Regions from separate parts of the Muntiacus reevesi genome. Here region 2 is linked to region 1. The links are chromatin contacts, called in public Hi-C maps. All regions are on one chromosome and are shown on one strand. The core of a region is the stretch at or near the end of the contact, and the rest is flanking DNA. Distances in the headings are between cores, read along the strand shown. Region 1 holds the start of LRRFIP2 (LRR binding FLII interacting protein 2). Region 2 holds the start of EPM2AIP1 (EPM2A interacting protein 1).

Evidence for each region. A called contact is a pair of places that touch in the nucleus more often than the background predicts.
Region 2: a contact with region 1 is called in a Hi-C map of muscle, with 4 times the contacts expected there. The contact joins the promoter of EPM2AIP1 here to the promoter of LRRFIP2 in region 1. A contact is called at or near these places in 2 of 3 Hi-C or Micro-C datasets (blood and muscle).

The regions. Positions count from the first base shown.
Region 1 is chr4:70,092,309-70,097,270 of mMunRee1.1, forward strand. It overlaps LRRFIP2 (LRR binding FLII interacting protein 2), which reads left to right and starts at 2,650. Exons shown (of 27, transcript XM_065932975.1): 1 at 2,650-2,939.
Region 2 is chr4:70,287,906-70,292,604 of mMunRee1.1, forward strand. EPM2AIP1 (EPM2A interacting protein 1) reads left to right here and starts at 1,496. Exons shown (of 2, transcript XM_065932986.1): 1 at 1,496-3,728. The coding sequence starts at 1,612. The coding sequence ends at 3,438. MLH1 (mutL homolog 1) reads right to left here and starts at 1,207. Exons shown (of 19, transcript XM_065932971.1): 1 at 1,005-1,207. The coding sequence starts at 1,120.

The sequences.
Region 1 (4,962 bases), core at 1,400-3,899:
GGAGTTGACAAAAATTTTAAAAATGCTTCCAAAGTGTGCTTACATACACACACTTTACTAATAAAAAGATTGGGCTCTGAAAAGTAGCGTCCTATTTTTAATGTATGAACTAATGTTTTCCAGAGAGTTGCATAGAGTGAAACATAGCATTGTTTGCGAAATTCAATTTTGTGAAAACCGCAAAAATGAGTGTCTGCTCTTGAGAAAGGAAAACTTTTATTTCTTGACATCATCAAAGAAAAATGTGAAGGATTTTAATATGAAATGAACAAAAATGTACAAATCCTACCACCTCATTGCTCAAAAATTTTTTTTCCGTCATCTATTAATATGCCCCTAAAGAAGCTAGCTCACACAGACCTGGGGGCATTCACATGTCAGAATATTCCATAAAGATCTGGGAACACATATTTTTGGCGGAAAGAATGCGCAGGGAAAGACTGCTTGTGAAACAGTTCAGAGTGATGCATTTAGTAAGGATCCCCTTGCAATAACAAAACGTTAGCATCAGAACATTCTTGAGAGCCTTCAAAAGACACATGACATCAGGAACTCTTAAAACAAGTGAAATTTTTTTTTGGGGGGGGGGGTAACAGATGGCAAATATTCTACTGTGGGAGAACTAAAAACACAGAGAATTTCCAAAATTGCCTTATGGCACCCTACCTTAAAGTATACTTTCCTAATAAAATTATAAGAGCAACATAGACATTTGCTTGGCTGGACGTTTTGTTTATATTTCCCTCTTAAATATTAAAATTACAGCAATGCAGCATAAAATAAAAGGAGTACTAAGGCCAGAAAGACGAGAGTTTCAAATTCAGTTTCAAATTTCAGACTCTCTCAGCTACTAGTTTTGTTACCTTAGACAAATCATTATTTCTCTGAATCTCAATGACTTTGTTACTAAAATGGGTATAACAATCCCCATATCTCAAGGTTGGTCCTAGAACTGAAAGGGATCATATATTTAAGAGTTTAGTAGAATGTTGTGCAAATACTGTGTGAGCTGCCTCCCAGTTTTCCCAGAAGACACAGCAAGACCTTTCTTTCTCTGTTTGGTATAAGGTGAAACATGTGGCTAAGGAGTAAAATTTTAAAAAGCAAGAGAATCTAATCCTAAATACACACACACACACATTTATTTGTAGTTATTTATTTGGCTGCACCAGGTCGTAGCTGTGGCTGGAAGGATCTTTTTCCTTGTTGTTGGTGACATGCCCCATCTTTTAGTTGTGGCATGTGGGATCTATTAATAGTTACCCAACCATGGATCTGAACCCCAGACCCCCTGCACTGGGAGCACGGAGTCTTAACCACTGGACCACCACGGAAGTCCCTTCCAATCCTAATATCATTCCAAACAGTCTTTCCATTAATTATGCAGTCACATAAACTAATACTTAATAAACATTATTGGTATTATTCGGGAACCTGAATAGGTTCTCTCTTGCAAGTCTGCTTTTTAGTTTAACTGAGCAAAACACGCCATTAATCCTTTTTTTCAGATCGTAACTAGTGTGATCTTTTGGGGATATTAAGCACCTCTTGATCCCAGGTAAAAACAAGTTTCAATATTTGTTCACAGGTCTTGAGAAAAACAGCGACATGGAAAGAGAAAGCGCGAGATTGGAGAATTTGTCTTTCCAAGGCTGATGGTATTATAATCCTCCGGCCATGAAGCCACCTGTTGGTGTCTCTCTGCCCGGAGACCACAGTTCCTTAAGCCACGCCTCCCTCTCTGTGCCGCACTCCCGCCCTCATGAACTCTAAAAGGTGAGCAAGCCTTCTGAAATCGCAGGTGTGGGCAACAAACAGCCCTTAGAAGGCATTCGAGCGAGGTTCTTAACATGGAATCATGGGCTTATCCAGCGGGTCCTGGAACCTTCTACTGTTCCGGATGCAAAGTTGTGTTGACGTGTTTTCTGCCTTCTGCTCAGGAGGCTGCTCAACTGCCACTTCCCTCTGGAGGTTTTCTCCTGCCAGAGGTCTCGCCTACAGGATCTCTCATCACCTTTTTGTATCTCCTGCGGAGCCTCACCGCAATCTGTCATTGCCTCATTTGCTTAAATCCGTCCACCCCACTAGAAGATCAGCTTCCCAAAGAGCAGGACCTCTGGTCTTTCTCCACGGCCCTGAGGCTGGTGGATCTCGACAGAGACTCTCGGAGTGAATGACAGGTCCGAGTCCATCAGATATTGAACGGACTCTGTATTTCCCCCCCAGCCCCGCCCCCAGCACTCTTCACCGGAAATCATTCCAAAATCATTCATTTTGGAAATAAGGCTTCCAGCGTTTCGGCCGCACCCACCCACCCACCTACGTTCCAACGGTTTGAACTGCCGCCCCGGCCCACTCACCCAAGCCCTCTAGGCCGGACAGTTTAGAGGTGACCGAGGCAGGGGTAGCCTCCAACGGGCACGCGCATCAGTTCACATTCCCGACCCCCGTCCTGGGGGCGGAGGAGCGGGGTGGGCCCCGCGGGCCTGGAGGAGCCGCCTCAGGAGGCCGCCCGAGCCTCCACCCTACTCGGGGTCCAGAGTCTCTTCTCCACCGGCGGCGCGCAGCCGGCCGCGGGGGGTCAAGCCCGTCGCGCAGCGCGCGCCGCCGCGACCACAAGTACTTCCGGGTGAGTGGGTCGCCGACCCTGTGGCCCCGCCCCTCCTCCGCCTCCGCCGCCCGCCGCTCGGGCTGCGGCTCCTCCCGGGGGCCGGTTCCCGCTGTCTCAGCCGCGGCGCCGAGGGGACACCGGCGTGACTGACTGACCGGCCGTCGGCGCCGGTAGCCGCCGCGTCCTGCCCGGCCCGTCTGGCCGGGGACCTGGGACCGAGTCCACCTTCCGCGCCCCTCGCCCTTCGCTCCGGCAGGCTCCCGGACGGCGAGCCCCGCTCCGGCCCTTCCCGGCGGCGTCCGCAGCCCCAACCCGCGCCCGGACACAGGTAAGAGCCGCTCCTCCCGCCGGCCTTGGCGGGGAACAGGGCCCCCGCTTCTCGGCCTCTGCAGCTAGGCGAGGTCCGCGCTGCCGCCGACCCCTGCTGGGGGCCAGGCCCCCCTCCGGCGGGCCCCGGGGTCGAGGTCGCCCCCTGCCTGCGGCGTCCTCGGGCATCACGCCGGGTCTCGAACGCGCAGCCTCGGTCCGCGAGCGGGGACAGCGATACTCCCATTGTGGGAGAGATGAACTCGGGCCGCTGTCTCTGCGCTTTGGGTGCTCAGGACTCCTCCTCCCTCTCCCCGACACACCACTCCCTCGGTCTGTCCCCGGCCGGCCACCCGGGGAAAGGTGTCAGGCCGGTGGAGGCGTGGAGCTTGTATGGGATTTTTTTTTTTTTTTCCCCCTTCCTCCCTGATCCGAACTGAATGAAGCCCGAGCTAGGAGTGTCAGGGTTAATGCTTGACTACTGCCAGGTGTTATTCACACCCAGATTGTTAAGTTCTGTAGCTCCAGCCGGGCCTGCTTCTTGTGCCCGTGGGTATGTTGCAGGAAGCCAGAGGACCTAAGGAAACCCATCTCTTTTTCTTCGACAGGGAGGGGGAAAAGTTCAAGTGTTTGCTTTCCTTTTTCCACCGTGGGATATACAAATATAAGGCTATGGAGACCTGGCCAGGGAAATAATGGGATCCTAAACTTCAACTGCTTGTAGCTCTTTTTCTTTGAGTTTCCATTTAATGACTCAGCAATTCTGCCCTTAAAAAGAAAAAGTGTAATGTAGGTTCATTGATTAAAGGTTGAGTGTGAGGATAACAGTGTCCATTACTTTTTCATGGCATCACAACGGGAGGAGAATGGGGATGCAGTAGTGGAACCGGAGAGATGGAGGGCAGGGTGGGGATGAATCAGTTCTTGATTAGTGTTTAAAATAAGTGTTTCAAGATTAAATGTTTATTTTGGGGATGCATCTGTTTGGAGAGGTGCAATTGTTGGAAAAGGCGAAGTGTTGCAGATAAGTGTTGCTTGGCAGGGACTTGAGGTTCGCTGTGGTTTGAATGTCTTACAGGATTAACTCAGTTTAACCAACTTCATGCTGTGTTCAACATTATGTAGAGATGATGACCCAGTATTATACTCATGTAGAATAAGAATTTCAGAAAGTGTGATTCATTGAGGAAGTTAGATCACTCTCTCTGTGAATGAATCATTGATAGGGTTCTTAAACTTGGAATAGAGGAAGGTTTGAGGTTTGTTACTGCCTGTTTAATTAGATACCGTCACTCCTAGGAAGTGTTGCATTGATGCTCTGTTAGGTTTGTTGCTGCTAATAATTGTCGTTAGTATGGTAGAGAAACAAATAGTGGACTCTTGCAGAAGCTTTGGATTTAAAATAGTTTGTTAGTTCCTAAGTGAATTGTTGTGATTTTACCCACTCCAGGAAGATAAATGTCTAGAAACAAATTAAATGTCAGTGAAAAGGTAGGAAAAAGTTTACTCAAAGAATCTGCAGTACAGAGAACAAGCAGTCATTTGAGGGAAAGACCTTACCCATTTGGGAAAATCTGCCCTTAAAAAGGTGGAATGAGACTTTATACGTGCTCATTTGTGCACGGACTTTAGTCCTCCAGACTCCAGATTCCAATCCGTGGAATTCTCGACAAGAATACTGGAGTGGGTTGCCACTTCCTCCCCTAGGGGCTTTTCTGACTCAGGGGTCTCACCTGCGTCTGCTGCACTGGTGGGCGGATTCTTTACCACTGAGACGCCTGGGAAGACCATACAGAGCTCCTGTTTAAGTTCTGTCCTAGAAGAAAGTGTGTATTAAAGTAGTGCTTCATTATGGGAATAAATTCATTTTAAATTAGAAATAACTTTTTATTACTGGAATGTAATTTGATCATTTTTGGCTTTTGAAGTGTTGCTAAGCAAAATGACTTTGAATCACAGAGTTCTTGATACTCTTAGCCTCGATTTCTTCTTTTTGGAAATCAGCTTATTTTATGTTGGTTTATAAAGAACTTTATAGTTACTTA
Region 2 (4,699 bases), core at 246-2,745, 190 kb after region 1:
TGGAATCTTAGCCACTGGACCACCTGAGAAGTCCCACATCAATGCATTTCAACACAAAGGATCCCACACATTTAGGTATACTATGAGCCTCTGTCCTTTTTGAAGTTTACAGTTTACACCTAACCTTCTGTCCACGTTTTTAACCTTTTCTCTCCACAATGGCTGTCTGACAGTTCTGAACTTCAGAATCCCCGGAATTCCCCCAAGAAATAAGGGATCTTTGAAGTGTCTCCACAAAGAGGGTAGGGAAATCCTAAGTGGGTGATTTGAGAGAATAGCACTGAAACATGTATATTATCATATGTGAAACAGACGGCCAGTCCAGGTTAGATGCATGAGACAGGGCGCTCAGGGCTGGTGCACTGGGATTTCCCAGAGGGATGGGATGGGGAGGGAGGTAGGAGGGGGGTTCAGGATGGGGAACACATGTACACCCATGGCTGCTTCATGTCAATGTATGGCAAAACCACTACAATATTGTAAAGTAATTAGCCGCCAATTAAAATAAATTTTTAAAAATCCTAAGTGGGGGCTAACCTGGCAATAGGAAAATGACAAATTAAACCCCAAGTTCACGGCCCTCTCCTAAAATCCTAGCAGTTAATTTTGAATATAACTCAAAGTGAATTGTACTGTTGAATGTAGATGGATGAGTTCTGGAATAAGCAAGAAAATGATAACCCATGGTACCGTTTGAAAGAAGAAAGGAATTTAAACTATAAAACTTTTAGACATTCAAAAACTTGCACCTTCTGTATATACAGTTTTTAAAGGGTTTCTTAGTTAATAGCATCATTAAAACAATACTGGTTTACTGTCCTTGCTCCCCCAGCAACCCTAAAGTCTCGCGAGAACGCTCGAGGGAGCAAGGAGCAGACAGCAGCCTAGGCCTCCGCCGCCGCGACCACACACGCTTGGGTTCAGGGCAGGGAGGCGTGTCGCGCCATCCATAGCGGCGGTCCGTTACGCAGTGGCCTCTGAGAAAGCCTTGGTTCCCTTCGTACCAGTTCTCAATCATTTCTTTGATGGCATTAGCCGGCCGCTGGATAACTTCTCCTGCCGCGATGCGGTTCACTACTGTCTCGTCCAGCCGCCGGATAACCCCCGCTACAAGCGACATTTTGGCGCCAGACGATCCCGGGTCACGGCGTGAAGCTCACTGGAAGTACCTCCAGCCAATCTCCATACAGTTTCTTGCCCACGTCCTTCCCTCAATCCTGTTGACGAAATCCAGCCTAACCCTCGGGTGGTAGCGTCACTTCCGGACCAGGAAGCTACTGATTGGGCAGCTCTAATGCCCATGAAGTCGTGATTCCGGTTTCTTAGTCCCCCCCCGCCCTGAAACGGCTTCCGTTCGCCTCGCAGCTAGAAGGATGTGCGCCTGCGCGCTTGCAATCGCTGCCTGCTCTTCCTATTGGCTCCTGCCTTGGGGCTAGGGAATACGAAATCTCCAGCCAATAGGAACGGACGCGCGGGTGCCCCAGGTTGGTGTCCGCCGCTGGGGTGATCTGGCGCAGAGCGGAGGAGGCGCTTGGGGCCCATCTCCTGCTCCTCCCTCCCCTTTGCTTGCGGCCTCCCAGAGGTCGGCCCATCTCCTGTGGCCTCTGTGAAATGTGGATGACGCCCAAGAGGAGCAAAATGGAAATCGACGAGTCTCGGGCGTTCCGGGCCGAGTGGACCCAGCGGTACCTGGTGGTGGAGCCTCCGGAGGGCGAGGGCGCCTTATGCCTGGTCTGTCGCCGCCTGGTCGCAGCTACCTGCGAATCCGACGTCAAGCAGCACTACGAGGCCGAGCACGAGTACTACGAGCGGTATGTAACGGAGGACGAGCGCGCGGCGCTGGTGGAGCGTCTGCGTCGGGGCGACTTGCCGGAGGCCGCCCCGCTCACTCCGGAGCAGAGAATAGCTCGTGCAGGCCTGGGACTCGCCCGCCTCTTGGCCTTGAAGGGTTGCGGCTGGGGCGAGGGGGACTTTGTGCACCGGTGCATGGCGGTGATGCTGAGAGACGTGCTGCCCGATCACGTAGGCATTATGGATGGCATCGATTTATCTCCAGAGACCACGCGGCAGAGAGTCCTGGACATTCACCAGAATCTACGCAGTCAACTTTTTAACCGAGCCAAGAACTTTAAAGCCTATTCCCTTGCCTTGGATGACCAGGCTTTTGTGGCCTATGAGAACTACCTGCTGGTCTTTGTCCGCGGCGTCGGCCACAATTTGGAGGTACACGAAGAGCTTCTGACCATAATCAACCTGACTCATCACTTCAGTGTTGGCGCCCTCATGGCGGCAATCCTTGAGGCCCTGCAGACGGCCGGGCTTAGCCTGCAGCGCATGGTTGGACTGACCACGACCCACACTCTGAGGATGATTGGAGAGAACTCAGGACTGGTGTCATACATGAGAGAAAAGGCTGTAAGCCCCAACTGTTGGAATGTGATCCACTATTCGGGATTTCTTCACTTGGAACTGTTGAGCTCCTACGATGTGGATGTTAATCAGATCATAAATGCCGTATCTGAATGGATAGTTTTGATTAAGACCAGAGGCGTGAGGCGGCCGGAATTTCAGGCTTTACTGACTGAATCTGAATCAGAGCACGGTGAAAGGGTTAACGGACGCTGTCTGAACAACTGGCTTAGGAAAGGGAAGACTTTGAAACTAATATTTTCCTTAAGAAAAGAGATAGAAACATTCTTGGTCTCGGTAGGAGCCACGACGGTCCATTTCACAGACAAGGAATGGCTCTGTGACTTCGGCTTCCTGGTGGATATTATGGACCACCTTGGAGAAATTAGCGAACTATTGAGAGTGAACAGAGTCTTTGCTGCCGCCGCCTTTGACCATATCTGTGCCTTTGAAGTGAAGCTGAATTTACTTCAGAGACAAGTCGAGGAAAAAAATCTGACAAACTTTGCTGCCTTGAGCCAAGTGGTTGATGAGCTTAAAGAGAATCTTCAAGAAGACGAAAAAGTACTCGATCTTGAGAGGTATCGAGGGGTGATCTGTCGCATACAGAAAGAGTTTGAACGACATTTCAAGGACCTCAAGTTCATTAAAAAGGACTTAGAGCTTTTTGCTAATCCATTTAGCTTTAAACCTGAATATGCGCCTATTTCAGTAAGGGTGGAACTTACAAAACTTCAGGCAAATGCTAACCTTTGGGAGGAATACAGAACCAAAGATTTAGGGCAGTTCTATGCTGGGCTGCCTGCAGAATCTTACCCGATTATCAAAGGGGTTGCCTGTAAGGTGGCATCCTTGTTTGATAGCAGCAAAATCTGTGAGAAGGCTTTTTCATATTTGACTCGAAACCAACACACTTTGAGCCAGCCTTTGACAGACGAACACCTCCACGCCCTGTTTCGGATTGCCACCACTGAAATAGAGCCACGCTGGGATGATCTTGTGAGAGGAAGAAATGAATCCAATCCATAAACTCTTAGTACAACATTGAAACACTCAACAAGAATCCAATGCTAAAAGCAAACATCTGTTTGATTTTCAAGTTTGCTAATTTGGATTGTGGGAAGGCACCATCTTCTTCCATCAAAATTGATCACAATTGATACTCTTTAGACAGATTATTTTTTTTTCCATCTCAAGAAGCCGCATGGGACTGACACCTGGAGACGGTTTTTTTTTTCCTAAAGCTGAATTTCATGGCAAAGTCATTATCTTTTGCTTTTATGATATAATTGTTTTTAAAGAAGTTTAGTACTAATAATGTGAGTTGAATCAGAAGTTTGTTTTTAAGGTGTTTCGAAGAAACTTTTGCTCTTATTTTAACCAAAAAGGTGTTAAAATCCTGATGCGTATAGTCTGAAAGTATCAACTCCTTAAATATATGTTTGAGCCAGTTTGCAGAAACTCACATAGCAACTGCAGAAGCTTCTTCAAAGGAGGAACGTACATAGAGTGGAGGTGTTTTTTCTAATTATCAAAATGTTTTTGATTATTTTTTTTTAGACTTGTTTGAGTCTAAATATATTTACTTACTTTAGACCTATTTCCTCTCTCTCACCTTCCCCTGCCCCATTAGCGATAATGATATTAGGAAATTAAATTTTAGTCAGAGGAGCAAGAATTGTTTTAAATTGCTAGTTTAAGAAGCTTTTACAGTTTGGAGATCAGACTAACCAATTTTTGGCAGTTTCCCCTGAATGCTTCACAGTTGGGTGCCGTTTTTTTGTTGGGTTTTTTTTTTTGTTGTTTTTTTTTTTTTTGGTTTGTTTTTTTGGGGGGTGCCGTTTTTATGAGCTTGCCTGTTAGAAGACTATGGTAAGTATAGACTCTTAGGGGCTGCCCACTAGTCATTCTTTTTTGTACTCTAGACAGTTTGGCCCTGTCAAAAAGGATGAGAAAGAGAAAATGTTTGCATCGCAGGATCCGGAGGTGTGAGCTATTTTAGCTTATTTGTCCCATCAGCCTGGGCGCTACGGCTTTATAAAGAAATCCTGCTAAAAGGCAATCCTTTATTTTAACGTGATGTATCAAATGTTGTTTATGACTTTAAATGGATTTATTATCAACTTGCCATTGTTCCACACGTTGTGTATTTAAGACTGGACAAGGGGAAATATTTTAACTCTCCAGAAGCAGCTTTATTTACTGATTGTAGCAGTTCCATATTTTTTAGTGAGACACCTGCTTTGGACTAAAACAGTAATTTTCAAATTTATATTAACCATTAAAAAAT